Linked DNA regions of Sus scrofa: region 1 is linked to region 2. The links are chromatin contacts, called in public Hi-C maps. All regions are on one chromosome and are shown on one strand. The core of a region is the stretch at or near the end of the contact, and the rest is flanking DNA. Distances in the headings are between cores, read along the strand shown.

Region 1 (4,398 bases), core at 1,574-4,073, 230 kb before region 2:
CACGGCAACGTGGGATTGTTAACTCACAGAGCAAGGGCAGGGACTGAACCCGCAACCTCGTGGTTCCTAGTCGGATTCGTTAACCACTGCGCCATGATGGGAACTCTTGTCTCTTCATTTGTAACTGTTCTTCCTGGGGTCCTCTGCCCAGCCTGTTGTACCTCCTTGCTGTTCTTCGGTGTCCTAGGACTCCCAGGTCTCCCCCCAGCCCGATGGCCCTGGCCTTCCTGCCCTCGTTTCCTCTCCAGGCTCAGCCCCATGCACTGGACAGGCCTCACATGTGCTAGGTGCTCAGAGAATGTGTCCCTCACTAAACATCACCACGTAAACCCTGTGCTCACAGGCCCTCACCCCTAACCATGACCTCCACCCCAAAGCATCACCCCACCCTGCCTGCCACATGCCAGCATTCTGCACTCACACACACAGCTCAGGCTGTGGTTCACCCTTCAGTAAAGGGGTAATATTCCAGACTCTCTAATTTGGCATTTAAGCCCCTTGCTTGGTCTTCTCCCATGACAAGATGCTACCCACGCGCCCACATTGCCAGTTCCATAATCACAATTTTTTTTTTCTTTTTAGGGACTCACCTGGGGCATATGCAAGTTCTCAGGCTAGAGGTCAAATCTGAGCTGCAGCTCCTGGCCTGCACCACAGCATGGCAACACTGGATCTGAGCCACATCTGCGACCCAGGCCACAGCTTGTGGCAACATGGATCCTTAACCCATTGAGCGAGGCCAGGGATCAAACCCACATCCTTGCAGATACTATGTGAGATTCTAACCTGCTGAGCCACAACGGGAACTCCCTTACTCCCGATGTGGTCACCGTCTTCCTAGTGAAGCCACAGGAGGCTCTCTAGTTATTATTTTTGTTCTGCCCTGAACAGCCCCCACTGTGTCGGATCCTCCTCCCAGCATCCTGCATGGGTACTTGAACAAGAAAAGGGAGAACGAGTCACTGCTGAGGAGCGGTGTCAGGTGAGGCACAGGGCACCGTCCACCCCAATTTACAGATGGGGGAACCGAGGCTCCCAGGTAAGGTGAGTCTCCACAGCCAGTGAACCCAGCCTACTGACTTTGGCATCCCTGCCCTTGAACCTGCTCCCAAAGGCATCCCAGCCAGATGTTTCCTAATTAATTCCAGCATCTCATCCATCTTCTGTAGGATGCAGCTGCAAGACTGTCCCCAACCCTGGGTTCCATGTGACCTTTTTTTGTTTTGTTTTGTTTTGTTTTGAATGAAATAAACTCCTCACATTTATTGAGCACTTTCAGTTGCAGGCCTTGTTCTGAGTATCTTGCATATAGAACCTCAGTCTCTTTCTTTTTTTAAAAAAACAGTACTGATGAAATTCTAGCACCAGGAGGTTTGTTTGTACAGACAAGGAAATAAGGCACAGAGAGGCCAAGTAACTTCCAAGTGGGTTACTGTGTGCAGAACTGCCTGATACAGTGTTTGACACATAGTGATGAACAAGTTTTAATTTCCTTTGTGTTTTGTTTTATTTTTTAAAATCTTTTTATTTTATTTTAATTACTCAAATGAATTTATTACATCTGTAGTTGTATAATGATCATAACAATTTGATTTCACAGGATTTCCATCCCACAGCCCAAGCACATCCCCTCACCCCCTAAACTGTCTCCTCCGAAGACGATAAGTTTTTCAATGTCTGTGAGTCAGCATCTGTTCTGCAAAGAAGTTCAGTCTGTCCTTTTTTCAGATTCCACATGTGAGTGAAAGCATTTGATGTTGGTGTCTCATTGTCTGGCTGACTTCACTTAGAATGATAGTTTCTAGGTCCATTCATGTTGCAAAAAATGCTGGTATTTCGTTCTTTTTAATGGCTGAGTAATATTCCATTGTGTATATGTACCACATCTTCTTGATCCACTCCTCTGTCGATGGACATTTAGCTTGTTTCCATGTTTTGGCTATTGTAAATAGTGTTGTAATGAACGTGACCTTACTTTTGGAGAAACCATTGCCAGCCCAGCCCCTCCTGGATGCTGGGCTCTGTCCAGCTAAGGAGCTGGGTCTCCTCCAGCATGAATGGCATTTGAGCTGTTGACACCATTCTGCCACTGACAGCCCCTATCTGCACAGGTGCTGGGGTCTGGAGGTGCTGACCCTGGAGACACAGAGCCAGTTCTACTGAGCCCAGGAGAGCAGGGGCCCCTCCTGGCCTCCTGGCTTCTTCTGAACTTGCTGGGCTGTTCCTCCTACCCTTCTTTCCTGGGGTCACTGCCTTTCCCCTCCCCAGGTCCCCTCTCCCTGTCTCAGGGTTCCTAGACCTCCTCAGGACCTTTGCTTCCCTCTCTGCCTCTCACCCACGCTCCTTCTCACCGGCTTTGCTTCCTTGTGCCTCTTCCCTGGTCACTCAGTCATTCCACCAACTTGATCCTCACCGCATCCTGGAGGTGCCCACTGGCTGGTGTGGGAGAGCGTCTGGTTTGGGGAGAGTCATCTTCTCTAAGTCTCTTCCTCACTCCTCACTGAACCCTGCACCCCTTCATGTCTGTCTCTCTGACGATTTCCTCTGGCGTCTCCCCATCTCCCCGCCTCCTTGTCTCCGTTTCCCTATCCTCTGTCCCTTCTCAGGCTTTCCACATTTTAGATATAAAGACACAGAGGCCCTGAGAGTTTGGGTGATCCGCCAGGGCAGGGGGTGAAGGAGGGTTGGTCTCCCCAGTACCTGCCGCCCTCGGATCCCCGCCCCGCCCACCAGCCCCGCCCCGCCCACCAGCCCCGCCCCCACGAGGCCCCGCCCACACAGACCCGCCCTCGCCACGGCCGACCCCGCCCCCGTCCCGCCCCCGCCCCGCCCCGCCCCGGCTCGGGCAGCGGGAGGACCCGGAGCTGAAGCGCCCGAGGCCGCGGCGGCGGCGGCGGCGGCGGCGGCGGCGGGGACGATGTGGTTCTTTGCTCGGGACCCGGTCCGGGATTTCCCGTTTGAGCTCAGCCCGGAACCTCCCGAGGGCAGCCCGCCCGGACCCTGGGCCCTGCACCGCGGCCGCAAGAAGGTGAGCGCGGCCCCGCTCCGCAGGCCTCGGCCGACCTCGGTCTCGCCTAGTCAGCGCCGCCGGCCCCGCCGCGTCGCGCCCCGCCTGACGTGGCTGCGGAGCCTCTAGGGCAACGGGCCGGGGGAGGGGGACGGGTAGTGCCGACGTGGCGGGCGGAAGGACCGAGGGACCAACAGGCGCACCCAACCGGGGTTACGTGGGCCCGACTCAGTCCCCAAGGGCTGTCCTGGGGGGAGACCCGGCCGGCGGGTCTTCCTTTCCGGTACTTAGCTCCGGGGACCATCTCGGAGATGGAGTGGTCAGCTTGGGGCTCGGCCCACACCCCTGAGGCCCCTCTGTTCTGCCCCAGGCCACAGGCAGCCCGGTGTCCATCTTCGTCTATGATGTGAAGCCCGGCGCCGAAGAGCAAACCCAGGTGGCCAAAGCCGCCTTCAAGCGCCTCAAAACTCTCCGGCACCCCAACATCCTGGCCTACATCGATGGGCTGGAGGTACCTACCGGCCGCTCAGTCTGCTCTGTCTCTGCCCCTCACTTTCTCCCAGTCTCCTGCTCCTGCCTTCCTGCCCCTTCCCAGCCCCCTGCCCCAGTAACCCCCAGATTTGACTTCCCCTTCTCCACCCGGTCCCCATCACGTCTCTCATCCCCCTGCTTCTTCTCCACTCTGCGCTGATACTCCACGTCCTTCTTCAGACAGAAAAATGCCTCCACGTGGTGACGGAGGCTGTGACCCCGCTGGCAGCGTACCTCAAGGCTCGAACAGAGACTGGTGATCTGAGGGAGATGGAGCTCTCCTGGGGGCTACACCAAATTGTGGTGAGGTGGGGGGGTAGTGGTGATGATTGCAGGGATGGGGGGGCTGCAGGTACAGGGCTGTGATGGCTCCTTCTGTCCCCAGAAAGCCCTCAGCTTCCTGGTCAACGACTGCAGCCTCATCCACAATAATGTCTGCATGGCCGCTGTGTTCGTGGACCGCGCTGGGGAGTGGAAGCTTGGGGGCCTGGACTACATGTATTCGGCGCAGGGCAATGGTGGGGGTCCTCCCCGCAAGGGGGTCCCCGAACTTGAGCAGTACGATCCCCCAGAGTTGGCCGATGGCAGTGGCAAAGCAGTCAGAGAGAAGTGGTGGGTGACTGGGGGCGGCATGCCCCAACCTGCCCTGTTCTGGAAGCCCCTGCAGCTTCGGGCCCCCTAGATTATATGTCACTCCCTTGTCCCTTGCTGCCCAGCTGGGAGGGGACCAGGGTCCTCAGGGTGGGCCCACTCCTTGCTCCGAGGATCCTCAGGGAAGTAGGGCAGGATAAACACAGACTTTGGGGTTAGGTGGTTCTGAATTTGAAAATTGTGTCACCCGGGGTGGGTGTCTTTGCTTC
Region 2 (4,399 bases), core at 1,114-3,613:
TGCTTCCTGAGACGCTGCTCTGCACAGGTCTGGGCTGGGAGGCTGAGCTAGAACCTGAATGATGAAACAGAAACACACTCGTAGTAGTGATCAAACTCCCAGAGGAACGCAGCTTGCTCGCTTATTTATTTATTTATTTTATTTTATTTTATTTTATTTTATTTTTTTTTTTTTTTGTCTTTTTGCCATTTCTTGGGCTGCTCCCTCGACATATGGAGGTTCCCAGGCTAGGGGTTGAATCAGAGCTGTAGCCGCCGGCCTACACCAGAGCCACAGCAACGTGGGATCTGAGCAGCGTCTGCAACCTACACCACAGCTCACGGCAACGCTGGATCCTTAACCCACTGAGCGAGGCCAGGGATCGAACCCACAACCTCATGCTTCCTAGTCAGATTCATTAACCACTGCGCCACGACGGGAACTCTGCTCGCTTTCTTTTTAAATTCATCTCTGTAAGCGTGTCTTCCTCTGAGCATGTGAAACTTTTGCTTTCTCTCTTCTTGTTTGGCCCCCTTCGGGAGGCAAGAGCAGTGAGAAGCACGGGATTCTGAGGCTGTGCCAGATGAGGTCACTAGCGGATGGACCCTTCTGACCCGCTGCAAATCTAAGCCACAAATGGGTTGATCTGAGATTCATTGAGGGGTTTGTTTTGTTTTGTTTGCTTTTTAGGGCTGCACCCATGACAGATGCAAGTTCCCAGGCTAGCGGTCGAACCAGAGCTACAGCTGCCAGCCTACACCACAGCCGCAGCCACACGGGATCCGAGCTGCGTCTGCAACTTACACCACAGTTCCATCCCCAACACACTGACCGAGGCCAGGGATTGAACCCACATCCTCATGGATACCAGTTAGATTCGTTTCCACGGCACCACGATGGGGAGGGACTTCTCATTGAGGGTTTTGAACGAGGAACCAGAGCAGCGAGGAGCTGGGGAGGCACAGTCTCTGCGTTAGGAGCCTCTGCAGGACTGACCAGGCCAGCACGGCGATACCTGGCTTTGCACACCTGCCCCGACGTCTGCACAAGTTCAGATTTTTCTAAATGGAAGCTGCAGCTCTTCCCAACTCACTGGGGAATCAGACCCTTTGTTTCAGTTAAGACTCCCCTTCGCCTCCCATAGTTGGCCTTTCGTTTTTCTACCCCCCACCCCCACCCCGCCCTTAAAAGTTCCAGAAGAGATTCGTATTTAAATGGATCTCTGGTAAAGTGAAGACTATTCCTTTTGTTGGTTTGTTTCTCTTCTTTCCTTTTTTTTGGGGGGGGGTGAAGACTATTTCTGTGAATTGTCTGCCTCAGCTGCAACAGCACAAATCATTTTTTTTCTAGAGTTAGTCTCATGGCATGGTCCATTTCCTTTTTATCTTTGATTTTTTTTTTTTTATCACCAAAGAAGAAGTCTGTTGCTTAAACTGAAAAAAAGGCAGATAACTGATTTCTGTCTTGCTGTATCAAAGATTGTTTCAGGTCCTACAAATGCAGGGAGTTATTGCTGAAGGACTTGCCTTGTGAGGGAAGAGGAGGAACCGGAGGTACCCCGACCAGCGCCGGGAGCTCAGGACGTGCTGGGTGGGCTTCACCGCCTCTCGAGGGTCATTCCCGACGAGATAACGCTGTCACTGCTGACAGGCCTCTCCGTGGACCACGTTTTCAGAACTGCGAATTGCTGTGTGGCCTGGCAAAGGGCCAGTGTCTTCTGTCATCAGAAATCGAGCTCGTTCTAGAAAACTGATCCCCCGTGGGTACCCAGAGGACAGCCTGAGGAAGAAGCCTTTCTCTGCTGCACTCAGCAGGTGAACGCAGCGACCTCTCAATGGTTTCACCGCTCAACTCCCTCTCGCGGCCCCCTCTCCTTTGACACCAGAGTTTATCACGTGGATTAAAGCAGACATTCAAAGAGTCCTCCAAACCCAACTATCCACCATTTTCGTTTTTTGTTTTTTTTCCCATCGAATCACCCTCCTCCCCTGCCTCAAAACAGCTATATCGGCAGTAAATGAACATAAGCTCACCTGCAGGTTCCAGGCAGGAGGTGTTACTGCTCTGTATCAGCCTGGCTCTTTCCAGATTGAAAAGCAATTCTTCCCAAAGAAGGTTTTATGGTTAAAATGAAACCACAGTCCTGGACTTTGGACAAATGCCAAAGAACAGTCCTGGGCATCTTCCTAAGAGAAAAGGAAAGAGACCCACTAGTAGGAAGCAATCTGCAAGGATCACACAAAAAATTAAGCAAAATGTTGGAACCCGTTCAACCACCCTACTTCAGTTAGAAGGCACTTTTTAACAACATTAGGAAAGCGAAACTAGCTGTGGGTGGGGTGGAAATGCTGCCAGGTCATCCTGCCTAAAGAGACCTGATGATCGCTCCTACATGACGGACGTGCGGTGGTGGCACTACAGTGGCCCCACTGTACCATGTGGCCACCAGGACTAGGCCACACTAGCATTTTTTGGCGGCTCCTGCCCTGGGGCTATACCAACGTCTTGGCGATCCCTAGCTCATTACTTGAGTGACTTGGTCACTAGCCCAGATTTGCTATTCCACAGCGTGATTAAGAAACGATCATCCAGGAAAACACAGATGCACACATCAGCGTGTAAGAAGAGGCCCGAGGGTGCTGAGTGTTTGCTGGGTCTGGAGTCTCAGTGGGAGGGTGGGCCGGGAGGGGGCCAGAGGGAAGGACCCCCGGGAGGTCTGGGGAAGTGGCTCAGAGGCCAGCCTAGCAGTGCCCTCTGCTGGAGGGCTGGGAGCACGCCGGCTGGGCTGGGTGGAGTGGGACCAGTCCAGGGTGTGCGTGCAGGTCTTCCAACCTGGTGTGCCACTGCCCCCTATTGGGCCAAAAGCTTTTCAGCTCTGCCAGACAGAGGGCTGAGGAGACATTAAATCCAAGACCTGCCAGCTGGCCTTAGGAAAGACAGGACTTTTTTTTTTTTTGCTCTTTTTGCCTTTTCTAGGGCTGCTCCCGTGGCATATGGAGGTTCCCAGGCTAGGGATCTAATCGGAGCTGTAGCCACCAGCCTACGCCACAGCCACAGCAACTTGGGATCTGAGCTGCGTCTGCGACCTACACCACAGCTCATGGCAACACCGGATCCTTAACCCACTGAGCAAGGCCAGGGATCAAACCCGCAACCTCATGGTTCCTAGTCAGATTCGATAACCACTGCGCCACGACGGGAACTCCCAAGACAGGACCTTCTAAATCTCAGCTTCCACATCTATAAAAGGGTCGCAGTAACTGCCCCGACTACCTCAAAGGGCTGTCCTCAGGAGGGAATGGATGAAGTACCACTGTTTGCTACCTTTCCCTGTCTTCCTACTCTCTGCCCTGACATAATGTGCAGGTCCCTTCCTGATGTGATCTTTCCCTCCAGCATCTCTGACCCAAAGGGGCACCAATAGAAAAACAATATCGTCGTGTTAGTCTAAGCTTTCATAGCTACTGCCATCTCCCTCCCAGGAGCTTTAATAACTTCACAAATGCTTTTGGTTTGGGGTTTGTTTGGGGGTTTTTTTTGTTTGTTTGTTTTTGTTTTTGTTTTTTTTGCTTTTTTTTTTTAGGGCCACACCCACAGCATATGGAAATTCCCAGGCTAGGGGTCCAATCTGAGCTACAGCTGCCAGCCTACACCACAGCCACAGCAACTTGAGACCTGAGCCACGTCTGCGACCTACACCACAGCTCACAGCAAGCCAGATCCTTAACCCACTGAGCCAGGCCAGAGACCAAACCCGAAACCTCATGGTTCCTAGTCAAATTCATTTCTGCTGCACCATGACAGAACTCCCAAAAATGTTTTAAACATGATTTTAAAACATTTTTTCTTATAAGCATTTATCACAACTTAAATCGATTTTCTGATAATTTACGTTTAGTGTCTAAATCCCTCTACATTATGACTTCCCTAAATGCAGGGACCTGTGTGGTCCCGTGGGTCCCCAGTACCTACCTATCATGACACCTATTGCACAGCGGACACATGATCAATTTCTTTTGAATAAGCATATAAATGAATCACAGGGGTTGGTGATGGCTGGCCAGAAACAGAAAGGACACAATCAGAGACGGAGGGACGGGGGTGGGGGATGGGGGGATAGGGGGATGGGGGGGTGGGAGTCGGGGATCATTTCACTTTTTCTGAGGCATATGGAGATTCCCAGGCTTGGGGTCAAATCGGAGCTATATCTGTTGGCCTACACCGCAGCCACAGCAACGCAGGAGCCACATCTGTGACCTATATCTCAGCTTATGGTAATGCTTGATCCATAACCCACTGAGTGAGGCCAGGGATAGACCCGAATCCTCATGCATACTATTTAGTTGGGTTCTTAACCTGCTGAGCCAAAATGGGAACTCCAAAATCCTTTTGCTTAATTTAAAACTTTTTATTTATTTAT

What was found. A called contact is a pair of places that touch in the nucleus more often than the background predicts.
Region 1: a contact with region 2 is called in a Hi-C map of skeletal muscle, with 6 times the contacts expected there. The contact joins the promoter of SCYL1 here to the enhancer-like site in region 2. A contact is called at or near these places in 1 of 5 promoter capture datasets (fetal liver), 8 of 47 Hi-C or Micro-C datasets (embryonic fibroblasts, fetal heart ventricle, heart right ventricle and 5 more) and 1 of 2 datasets of contacts at active chromatin or transcription factors (alveolar macrophages).

The regions. Positions count from the first base shown.
Region 1 is chr2:6,731,902-6,736,299 of Sscrofa11.1, reverse strand. It overlaps SCYL1 (N-terminal kinase-like protein), which reads left to right and starts at 2,823. Exons shown (of 18, transcript XM_003122558.5): 1 at 2,823-3,028; 2 at 3,378-3,518; 3 at 3,719-3,841; 4 at 3,924-4,150. The coding sequence starts at 2,918.
Region 2 is chr2:6,506,230-6,510,628 of Sscrofa11.1, reverse strand. LOC100511545 reads right to left here. Exons shown (of 6, transcript XR_002341440.1): 3 at 2,013-2,165. Among named protein-coding and RNA genes, the nearest start is that of SNX32, 20 kb to the right of the region's middle. Within about 2 kb of position 2,363, at least 34 of the 83 cell types and tissues checked have an H3K27ac peak or open chromatin away from gene starts, as enhancers often do. A contact at or near this core is called in alveolar macrophages, omental adipose tissue, retroperitoneal adipose tissue and 2 more, where this site is marked.